Regions from separate parts of the Mus musculus genome. Here region 1 is linked to region 2. A link is a contact called in public targeted proximity ligation data. All regions are on one chromosome and are shown on one strand. The core of a region is the stretch at or near the end of the contact, and the rest is flanking DNA. Distances in the headings are between cores, read along the strand shown. Region 1 overlaps Pum3 (pumilio RNA-binding family member 3). Region 2 overlaps Smarca2 (SWI/SNF related, matrix associated, actin dependent regulator of chromatin, subfamily a, member 2).

Region 1 (5,806 bases), core at 588-3,087, 640 kb before region 2:
ATTGAAGTCTTGCTCCATGCCAGATAGTGTTCAGATCCTGGGGATGGAAAGATGACACCTAGTCTGCCCTTGACTCACTCACTGTCCACATGCTCGGCAGGACTGACAGTTACAGGAGATAGTGCCCTGGGTTATGATAAGCTCCTGGAGGTTTGTGATAACAAGACTGGTCACTTAGCTTACCACCTCACTCAACATATTCCGACAGCAAGAAGGACACTGCAATCCGCCGGCGTGAGCTCTTGGAGTCCATCTCTCCAGCTTTGCTGAGCTACCTGCAAGGACACACTCAAGAGGTGGTGCTGGATAAGTCTGCATGTGTGCTGGTGTCTGACATGCTGGGATCTGCTACTGGAGATGTTCAGCCTGCTATGGATGCCATCGCCAGTTTGGCAGCAGCAGAACTGCATCCTGGTGGCAAGGACGGAGAGGTGATGTACTGTGATTATAGTAGGAGAGCCCCAGGGCCTATAGTATCTCCAGATGTGGATTCTGCAGAGGGTCAACAGTCATGCCAGTAGTACATTTAAAAACGGTAACTCAGAGTGCCGGTGGTAGCACTTGTCTTCCCCAGAATGCAGAGATCCTGTAGTGCCTACAGACATGTGCTATGACTTATGGTTATCTGTGATTGCCCCTTCACTACCTTTCCAGAGTAGTCCATGCTTGCTGTGGCAGCTGCTTCCTGTGGTGTGAAGTGCTGTTTGTCCTGTGCTCCATCCATTCAAAGCCTAATGCATTCCAGTGCCCATAGTTCTCCTTGAAGTCTTCCCTAATTTTGTTTGACTCATTAAAAAAGACTCACTCAGCCGGGTGCATAACCACAAACCTAGGCTTTAGACTTGAGAGATTGAGGTAGGAGAAATAGGAGTTCAAGGTCATTCTCCTACACATGAAGTGGAGGGCCTGACTGAGCTGGGTGAGGCTGTCTCAGACAGAACAGTTGTTCCTTCTTGTTTGTAGTTACATGGGCATGGTGTGATTCTACGTTGCATCTGAAGTTCACTGATTGTGTGTGCCTTGTTAGTGCTGTACCGCAGGCAACACCGTCCTCTGCTGCACCCCAAAGCTTTCGGAAGACATGCAATTTAAGGAAAGTAATTATTTAAGTTAACATAGAAACAAAAACTGAAGGACAACTGTGGATTCTAAGGGGTTGTATAAGAACAGCATGTCCCCAGGTAGCCTTCCTGGAATTGGAAAAGGCTACACTGGGCCCTGAAGGGTTAGCAGCTCAGTCAAGAATGGTGGAGAAGAGCGTGGGCTGCAGGGAGCCATACCGCAGCTCTGAGGAGGGGAGCATTGGGAGCTCAAGACTCGTGTTTGCAAATCAGCCGGCCACAAGCAGAAGGCAGGGGCCGCCGATCGATCGGACTGCCTTTGTCCTGTGCTGCCTTGTAAGACCCGGGAGCTCTGAACTAGCAGCTGGTTACAGGCAACCACCAATTTTATTTTATTTTATTTATTTATTTATTTGGATCTTTGACCTCTACTGTCAGTTAGTCTCACAAAAGCCTTTATGTGCTAAATAGAATAGCCTTTCATTATGATCGCTGGCATTGCTCAAGGATATAAAATAAGCTGTTCAAGTTAAGCCTTTCATTCATTAATCGAAAAGGCAATAAATCTGTCAGGAATGCTTAAAGAGATACTCGATAGATGAAATGACAGTCCCTGCCCTTCGAGTTTGGAATCCATTGGACAGAAGTGTACGTGTCACTTTTATGCACACCTTTATGTTAGCTGAATGCTAACAGCTGCATTTTAGTTCCGTCCAAGGGACTTTAAACTAGTGATGTAGTTCTGGTGACAGTAAACTACACATAATGGAATGCCTTGTGGTAGCAGCACTGAGTCGTCACAGTACAAAGGCTGTGTGCTGCACAGGGCAGTCAGCCTCCCCTGTTGGGCTCCTTTGCCCTGCCCTCTTTCCCTGTGTGTTCTAGTTCAGGCCAGCTTCCATAGCCGCAGCACTTGCTCACATCAGGCTCTCAGGCAGGAAGGAAAGCAAGAGCAAGGAGGCCTTTTCTTGTCAGGGAAGACCATCTCTAGCCAGGCTTTCCTGCCATGTCATTAGCGAAAATTGGTCTGAGGCACACCTGCGTCCACACCAGTCTAGCAAGAGTGACTGGATGGCGAGGGTTACTTAAAGCCTTGAGGATGTAGCCCCGGAGACCACAGTGGAGCCTTTAGAGGAAACAAGTTGGGGCTACCTGTTGAGTAAGTAGTTAGAATCTTTTTCACAGCACAGTTATTCATTCCATGTCTAATTCCCTTTAGCCATGGGTCTAGTCTGGCACTCAGCAGTGTTAATCCCCACCCGCACTTGATTCTGGTATTGAGTGTCTGATGTCTGACATGTGGCATGCTTTTGACAACGTGGATTGGAAGAGACAAGTGGACTGTCAGCTGAAGCTCAGACCCCTGCCTTCCTGGAGCAGACAGATGAATGTGATGAAATACTGCTCTCTATGGAAATAGTGCTCATTGGTTCTCATCCTAAATGAAGGGAGACCACTGTTACTGTGGGAACAGTTGGTAGGGCCAGCAAGCAAGCTGCAGAATGTTTTCTTGGCCTGCTGATTAGGTCACTGTAGAGAATAATATTTAAACGCCATGTAGCATTCTCCCCAGAGATTTCTTTGTATCTTAGAACAATGTTGCCATGGGAAGAGTGGACAGATTACCTGATTTTTTAGATGAGCATTGTATGTTGCTATTCAAACAAACTAATTTCTGCACTACCTTGTAGGGGCTATGATCTTCTACTTTGCTGCTTGTTGCACCCTAGGTATATGATGGGCATCCTGGGTTAAGATTTCTTAAAACTGAAACGTAACCACATCTGTGTCTACACGTGGGGTAAAGATAGGCTCAGGGACCAGAGATATTTACTAGCTTCTGCAATAACGTGTCGGGTTCTCTTGTAGCTTCATGTTGCTGAGCATCCTGCAGGACATCTGGTTCTCAAATGGTTACTAGAGCAAGATAAAAAGATGAAAGAAAGCGGAAAGGAAGGTAGGCTGTGCAGCTTATCTTTTGTGTGTGTGTTACATGGAGTTTTTGCATTCCTTGACTTTATACTGACCATTTAGGTTCAGGTACTATTTGCCAAGTATGTGGAAATCGTGCCTGTGAATAAGTAAGTAATGATTAAATGTCAAGGGCTGGCTACAGCTCACTAGTAGACTGCTTGCCTACCATGCAAATACCATGAGCTGTTACGGTGGCTGGAAAAGCTTTGAGCTGAGGTCATGGATTTGTTTTTGGAGACAGTTTCCAGTGGAGGGCGGAGGGTGGTACTGTCACATAAAGACCTGGGACTGGTTTCTGCCGCAATTTCATTATTGGAAACATTGATGCTCTGTTTAGGTGAGTTTGACAAGTTACCAATTTCCAAACATTTTTCTAATGATTTTTTTATAATTAAGACACCAAAAGCCCTAAACCATGGCTGGTGGGCTTGGAGTGGTTGTTGTTTCAAGCACGAATAAGTGTCTGTTATCCGGGTTATGTATTGCTGTGTGACAAGCTCCCTCGGCTTAGTGGTTCACTGAGCAGGATTTCGGCTTTAGTGGAGCTTGTTTCTCCCTACCTCTCAAGGCTCCTTGTTGGGCACTGGAGTTTACACAGTGTTGCTGGCCCAGCCACAGGGCTGCCAGTGTTAGCTGCACTTCCTCATCCTACCACAGGGCCGCCAGTGTTAGCCGCACTTCCTCGTCCTAGACTGCTTGGGCCTGCACACATCATGGTGGTTAATTGTTTTTTATTTATTTTTATTCTTTTATTTATGGCATGTATGTGTATGACTATGGACATAGCATGTCGTGGCACATGTGTAGAGTGCAGAGGACAGCTTCAGTTGTCAGTGTACCTTGTTTGAGACAGAGCTTGTCTTTTGTGATCTGTCACTCCATATGCTGGGCTAGCTGGCCCCTGTGCTCCTAGGGGCCCTGTTTCCACATCTCATCCCACCTGGGAATATTAGGTATATAATAATAACAAGCTCCAGCCATACATAGTTTCTAGGAGTCTGAGTTGAGGTCCTCAGCCCCGGGTGTTGGTGCTTAGATTGAGCGTCCCAAGGAAACAGCCCACGTATGCTTAGGCCTCAGGATTAGTCCTTAGATGTCATCTCATCTCACTTCTACCCTGTTCTGTTGGTCCAGGCAATGAGACCACCCAGATTCAACAGAAGACTTAGATTCTACCCTTAATGGGGGACTGGCAGCATCTAGAAATGCACACCATGGAGAACATGTTGTTTTTATCACCTTTGGAAAGCAAACAGCCTCACTAGCTGTCCTTGTTTACCACAAGAGCTAAGTGTGCTCCATGCGTGTCTTTGAATTATTATATGTACACAGTACCTACGTGAGATTGTTGCCATCAGCATAGGTCACCCTTTCCTTCCCAAACCCCAGTCACTGGCTGAGAATGAGCTGCACCTAGAGGGTACAGGGAACAACAGGCTAAGGCCTTGGAAAGAGAGTTACAGATGAACGGTGTTTGGGATGGAGGAATCACATAGCCTGAAACCCATGGCAGTCTTCTTGCCTCAGCCTCCAGAGCTGGGACAACAGGCTATGGTGGCTACGAAATCATTGTAGAAAGAAATTGCCACGAGTAAGCCAAAATGTTCATTCTTTAGTCACTAGCCATGTTACTGGTCCCTTCTAGTTAATTTTTTTTTTCTGTAGGAACTAATTTTGGCTACAGGTAAAGTGATATTGTCAAACATTTACTTGCTGGTCAAGGTTAAATCATTAAATATTACAAAAGTACAGATGTGATCAAATAAGCTTTTTAAAAATAATTTGTTTTTCTTGGGTAATTATTGCTAAAAGATAGTTTAGAAGTTGCATCAGAGTTAAGAAACTTGGCTTTATTAACACAGTGCTCGATCTATACTAGAATTTTAGTGTTTATATTAACTTAAGGGGATATGCATGTGGCGCCCACTAAGTATCAGTCTACTTTGCAGGTTGTTTTGCAAAAACCCTTGTAGAGCGTGTTGGTATGAAGAACCTCAAGTCCTGGGCCAGCATCAACCGAGGTGCCATTATTCTTTCCAGGTTGGTAGCTGTGTCATGCAACACACACAGACACTTATTTCATTTCTTTCTTTTTCTCGAGTTTATTCCCAATAATGTGGGATTACTCCATCACTCTTAGTCTAGACAAATATGAAAAAGTACTTGTAGAGGCGGTGAGACAAAGGCATTTGCCAGTAAGCTTGACTACCAGAGTTGCATCTCCAGGCCCCACATGATACAAAGAGAGAACTAACTCCTCCTGCAAGTTGTCCTCTTACCCATACTCTCAGGCTGAGGCAAGGAGCTTTGTGTGCTCGCACAAAAAACAGTAAACAGATGCGACTTAAACTTTTCTTTCTTTTTTTAAAGATTTATTTATTTTATGTAAGTACACTATAGCTGTCATCAGGCACACCAGAAGAGGGTGTCAGATCTCATTACGGGTGGTTGTGAGCCACCATGTGGTTGCTGGGATTTGAACTCAGGACCTTTGGAAGAGCAGTCAGTGCTCTTACCCACTGAGCCATCTCGCCAGCCCTAAACTTTTCTTTAAGCAAATACAGCTCTTCAGTCCTCAGATTTAAGTGTCATCTTTGGGTGTCAGGGGTCACAGAAATTTATGTTTACAGTTTTACTACATTTGTAGATTTGACCAAAATGTAGTTATATTTTTTTCTTAATGAGTAAGATGCATGCCTGTGGAAACTGTCACAGAGCTGTTTAAGCCAAGCCTAACTTTATAGTTTATTTTGTTGTCTTTAGTGATTTCC
Region 2 (5,685 bases), core at 1,208-3,707:
TCAGACAGAAGAAATGGAGGCAGAGGCTAGAGAGTAGCAAAGGGCCCTGTTTTGAAATGAGAGATGAAACTCAATGCTGTTAGGCTTCATTTTGACACTTGTTGAGAACTTAGACTAAATTGCCCAGAGGCTGGGGGGCTACTTAGCAAAGATAAATAACATCATTAAGGACTAGCAGGGGGTGTCCCTGAAAAAGCCATGGCAGGCAGGCAGGCCAACCTCGGTTCAGTTGTTCAGCAGGGTTTCTAGGTTGATAGATGGGAAAGGGCTACAAACACAGTGTAGTTGGTTTTAGTCTTTCTTGATAACCTTGAGAAGGGACAGATGAACGCAGACGACATCAGGGCTAGGCCCTGGAAGTTCAACAACACAGAACCAACCTCAAGGACTACTGGTCTCAACAGATTCGTGTCAACCTGAGCCGATTCCCAGGGCATGTCACAGAACCCTGTCCTGGTTCCTTTAAAAACATTCCAGCAATAGTTTCCGACACATCTTGGGCTTCGAGAAACTCCAGGAAGATAAGCACATACTTGTTTAAAGACTAAGAAACAAGTAAGAGCAACGGTGAGAACGAACACTGTGAGACGGGGCTGCATGGAGTCGGGGAACTTCCGTGTAGGATGCTCAAACAGTAAAGCTTACTTAGCTTAAGTCTACACTTGGCAGTTTTTGAGAAAAGATACTTATGGTTTATGTCATGTGTCCAACATCAGCTGGCTCTGTGTCAAAGATGCCAGAGAAAGCAAAGTGACCCTTGAGCCACGTGCACAAAGCTCTGGTGTCCAGATCAAACAACTGAACTACCTCATACCATTGGAGCACAGCGGGAATTCTTGTGGGCAAGGTTCAAATGGGCAGTACAAGAGCAGAATATGCCCGGGGAGGGTCTAAGTGTCACTCAGAGAACAAAGGGGGATGTTTCTACCTGAAGAAGGTGGCCCTGGGCTGGGGATGCCCATTTAGAACTATTTTCAAAGGACATCTCTTGAAACAAGACTGGATTCATTCTCTGACTAGTTTGTAGACTAGCTAAAAATCAGTGGAAAGGATTTCAATGTGGGAAAGAACAACCATATCGAAGACAGTCTTGCAGCGTCAAGAAGTTCCTCCAGAAACCATGCCCTAATGTGGGATCCACATCCACAGGCTGGAGGACTTTCTGTCACCAGGGCTGCTGCTGCACCTGAGTCACAGGACACCACACCAGGCAGAGCCAAAGCCCAGAACCTCTGCCTTTAAGGCTGTCTCTAGGAACCTTTTCCTGAGACCTAGAAGACTTGCAGGGTAGGTCTCCACCTATTCCCCATGGCATCTCATGGCGATTTTAAAGAGTACAGGTGCAACAGAGGAGGAATCCTTTACAAAGAAACGGAGTGCCTCGGGTTAAATATTATAGAAGGTGAGAGGGTGGTTAACAGCCTTCAAAACAAGCAGAGAACAAAACATGTCCACGAAGTCAAAACAAAGTATGGCTTGAGATAAAGTTTTCTATCTGGGACAAATAACATGGTAGGAACTAGTAGCCGTAGTCCTGTACTGCCTAATAGCCATTGGTTCGTGAATCACACAATGTGATCGGCTCTTCCGGGTCACATTTTAAAACCGTATCATGCTTTAAAATATAAAGCAGTAAATATACACAAATTATCTTAAGTCTTTATGGAAATATCAAGCCACATCTGTCCCCGAATCGTGCAAGGATTTTTAAACAACTGCTCCTGAGGGCTTATTCTTCTTATCTATCTGTTAAGTAGAGATGGAGGTCTGACTTAATCTACTCTTCAGCTACACAGCCATTGGAACCCGACTAACACTGGACGGGCATGTTAGATGGGGTTTCGTACAGGTGGCCCTCCTTCTTTAAGTAGGCTGAGTTACTGTATTAATAACTGACGCTAATGCTGGAGGAACCTCAACACAGCAAGATGTACATCCTTCCAGTAGCTTTTTTTTTTCTCTAAAATGAACCAAAAATACAACACTGTATCTAATTAAGGCCCTCCTAATTTGAGCACCTCCTACTTGAGAACCAAGTTTGGTAAGAGAAATACAAAATATAAATAGAGTCCATTGCTTTTTCTAGAGGACCACTAACATGAAATATACATGAAGCATGCAGCGGTACGAGGTTCAGCACATGATCTCTCCAGAAAGTACCTAAAAACACAGGGAGAGTCAGAGTCTTAAGAGGGAGCTTTTTAAGGAGAACTCAATAAGCAAAGAAAGCAAGCAAGCCAGGAAGAGGAAGAGCCACTCGATACCTGGGTGCTGAAATATTTAAATAGCCCTTGCCTACAGTACAACTAGAGACATGCTCACTAGTCAGTTCCGGTGAAACTGCATTTTCTGTTTCTGGAATGAAAACCATGGAAACCGGCATCGGCAAGGACACTCTCTTCAGAGGTCCCTTCACCTGCTGGATGAACTGTAAACAGTCTCAAAGTTGGACTATTAATCATTAAACTATTTAAAGAATCTGGGGTTATATTAATTGCTTAGGACAACAATTCCACAGGCTGGGGGGTTGGGGGTGGGGAGCAGGAATTATTCCACTGTGTGCACTGGGAAACTGAGGGTCAGGCAGGTAAGTGAACACCAGATTCAAATGTAAGCCGCTGAGGCTAGACTAGGAAGAGCTTGTGCCCTGAGCCCCTAGGCTCTGCCTCCCCAGGCACACTTGGGAATGGGCTCTGAGGGCGTCTGTTGTGGTTTTGTTCACCAGGTTGATACAAATGCAGCCAGTAGGCGATGTACACAAGCCACCTGAAGTCGGTCAACAGCCAGCAACTCATACTCCATATTGGTGGTAGGGAAGGCAACAGCTGAGACCACCTGTGAGGTGTCAGGTAAAGAGAGCAGCCATTTCCGCCCTCCTGTGGAGCTCCCGCTGGGGGAAACTCAGGCAGAAACCTGCCAGATTTTTAAGTTTTTCTAAAGGGGGGGAGTCAAGAAATAGAAACATCTCTCTCTCTCTCTCTCTCTCTCTCTCTCTCTCTCTCTCACACACACACACACACACACACACACACACACAAATACTGTAAAGCCAAATAAAACAATCTACTGGTAACATGAGACCCACGAGATGCTGACCCTTCCGCTGATTAAGGAAGCTGAAATGACAGCCACTATTCAAAGACACCCCCTCCCGCCTTTTAAGTCCCCACAGGCTCACTCAGCCCCACTCCGGTGTTCCAGCAAACCCAGATTGAATCAGCAAGCGATGGATGTGATCATCAAAGGCCTGCCAAAGACCAGGGCACACCTGGTCAGAGAAACAGATGGTGTGCTCTCCTGACACAAAGGCAAAACCAAAAAAGTCAGAGGTAGAGCAGAGTCAATTTCCTCGCACCAGAGGCTGATGTGGGGTGTAATGATTCAGCTTCCCCCTGTGGGAAGGCAACAGGTGGAGGAGGAAGTCGGGGTGACTAGAAACTGCAGTTACTAACTCTTGGTTTGAAAAAAAAAAATTCTCACGCTTACTCCAGACCAAGAGTGGACTTGGGGTTTGGGTTGAGTTTGCCCTCTGTGGAGTGTCACTGAGAGGCCAATCCACACTCAGGAGGAGGAGGTGGGGTGCCTTTGGTGGCCACTTGACAGTATTTAAAAGAAGTGTGCTTGCTTGCTTGCTTCCTTTCTTTCTTTCTTTCTTTCTTTCTTTCTTTCTTTCTTTCTTTCTTTCTTTCTTTCAAAAAGAAAATAACGAAGCTAGTGAGGACTGGAGTTACAAGTCTTGATGAGTCAGGAGACACAAGAAATTCTGACCGCTCAATGAACCTTTCTCCTCCTGTCCCCTTTACTGGTTTGGAAAATATCACACGAGCTAGAAAGGCTTAAGAGAGAAATTCCTGGTGGAAAGTTTCTACTTTTCCTGCCACTTAATCTTTCGAACAATTCCTCCCTGCCTGCCATGTAATACGTCAAAGCTAGGAGGAAAAACCCAAGTCGCAAGCAATGTAGCTGCCCACTTTCAGTTAGTTCAGCGTCGGACAGGACAACAGGAGTTCCCGGGGCTAAGGCACCGTCTCTAACAGCTGGTCTCTATGACCACGCAACTCTGACAGCTGACCTCTATGATCACGCAACTCAGACAGCAGAAATATCTGTTTCCTATCTGCTTTCCATGGAAACAAGAGATGGCTTCCAAAGCAAAATAACATTGCATCAAATGCAAACCGCATTGCATCAAGGGGAAATCAAAGCAGGAAACCCCAAGTCAACCATCTCCAATGCAATCAGACTAGCTAAGCAGTAGAGCATTGACTGAGAAACTCAAGCGTCTTGGCCTCAGTTTCCAAATACTCATCCGTTTATTTAAAGCGATCTTGTCTGTGTGCAGCACCGCCTCCTTATTGGTCACACCGAAAAAGCCCACGAGAAAGGGGGTGAATTTGCTGAAATATCACGCTGAATACATATAGCGGTGATGTAAGAGAGACCACAGCTGATAGAAAGGCTCAACACTCCCAAGTATTAGGAGGAGGGAAGCCCGACAATTTTGTGGAGGGATCTGGTTTTGAACAGGGTCCTGCACATAAAAGATTTAGCTTAAATATGACTGCAGTTCCTTCCTTCTGACAAGTCAACCTCTAATAGTAATAATAATAATAAACAATAATAAATAATTTCATCCCATCGTCCCAACACCTCTCTCCTCAGAGCTCCTGAAGAATCCTTTTCTGGAATAGGCGTCTTTAAAAAGTCATCGAATCTCACTTCCCACCATCTTAGACAACACACCGGGAACCGTCATACAAAATAACAATCACAATCACGGCCGTTTCACAACCTAGGAGGCAGCTTGTACCTTCCAAGACAAGGCTATAGAATGCAAATTAGAAAGAAGGCCATGACGTAACCCAAGTGCACATCCTCTCAAGTCCTAACCGCTCAAGGACTTGCTGGAGAGGAAGGAGCCAGGGGCTCACCTGTCTTTGTAGTTTATCACAGTATCAATGATGGCGTTCATCTGCTTCGTTAGTTTTGGGGGATTTGGTGACAACTTCTCAGCCGGAGGGCGGCCTCTTCTTTTCTTCGCTTTTTCCACATCTTCCTTCACGGGGTCTTTATCCACATTTCTTCGTCTTTTTCTCTTCTTAAGCCGTACCTCCTCTTCCATTTCTTCCAAATTGCCGTCTTCGATGGCCTGTAAACAGGAAAGAAAGGAGGAAAGAAAAAATCCAAGTAAGGAAAATAACCAAGGCAAACATATCCAGACCTTTACAATAAGGGGTATAGCTACATATAGCTTGAATAATTAGAATAATCAAAATAAAATGGAACTAGCAAAGTAAAACTAAAAGCTAACAGTCATCAACGAAGGAGAAAGAAAAAGGCACCACCATATTGGATGAAATTCACCTTTAACCTCAGTCTATTCTGTAAGGCCGAAAGCACTGATAATAAACAGGTGACGGACATTAAAGCATCGATACATTCAAGTGCTTGAAAATGACTGAATGCACATAAAATGTATCTTAGTATAAGCAAAATACTCTAAAGATGTCATTACTGTAAGGACGGTAATGATGAACAAAAAAGCCAGGAGCGCGTGAAGAATATGGAATAACCCCCTAAGACATCAATGCAGTCACACACGCTCTGACCTTTACGGTTTTACATCAGTTTACTCATGATTCACAACATAAGTCAACAATTCCATCCAGATTTTTGTTCTAACAC

The links.
Region 1: a contact with region 2 is called in a targeted proximity ligation map of kidney, with 4 times the contacts expected there. A contact is called at or near these places in 14 of 130 datasets of targeted methods (the 230-238 cell line, the NIH/3T3 cell line, T-cell acute lymphoblastic leukemia and 11 more) and 3 of 9 other capture datasets (embryonic stem cells, liver and macrophages).

The regions. Positions count from the first base shown.
Region 1 is chr19:27,393,507-27,399,312 of GRCm38.p6, reverse strand. Pum3 (pumilio RNA-binding family member 3) reads left to right here. Exons shown (of 18, transcript NM_177474.5): 15 at 209-431; 16 at 2,931-3,018; 17 at 4,985-5,075. Among named protein-coding and RNA genes, the nearest start is that of Pum3, 33 kb to the left of the region's middle.
Region 2 is chr19:26,751,288-26,756,972 of GRCm38.p6, reverse strand. Smarca2 (SWI/SNF related, matrix associated, actin dependent regulator of chromatin, subfamily a, member 2) reads right to left here. Exons shown (of 33, transcript NM_011416.2): 28 at 4,932-5,149. Among named protein-coding and RNA genes, the nearest start is that of Gm46648, 70 kb to the left of the region's middle.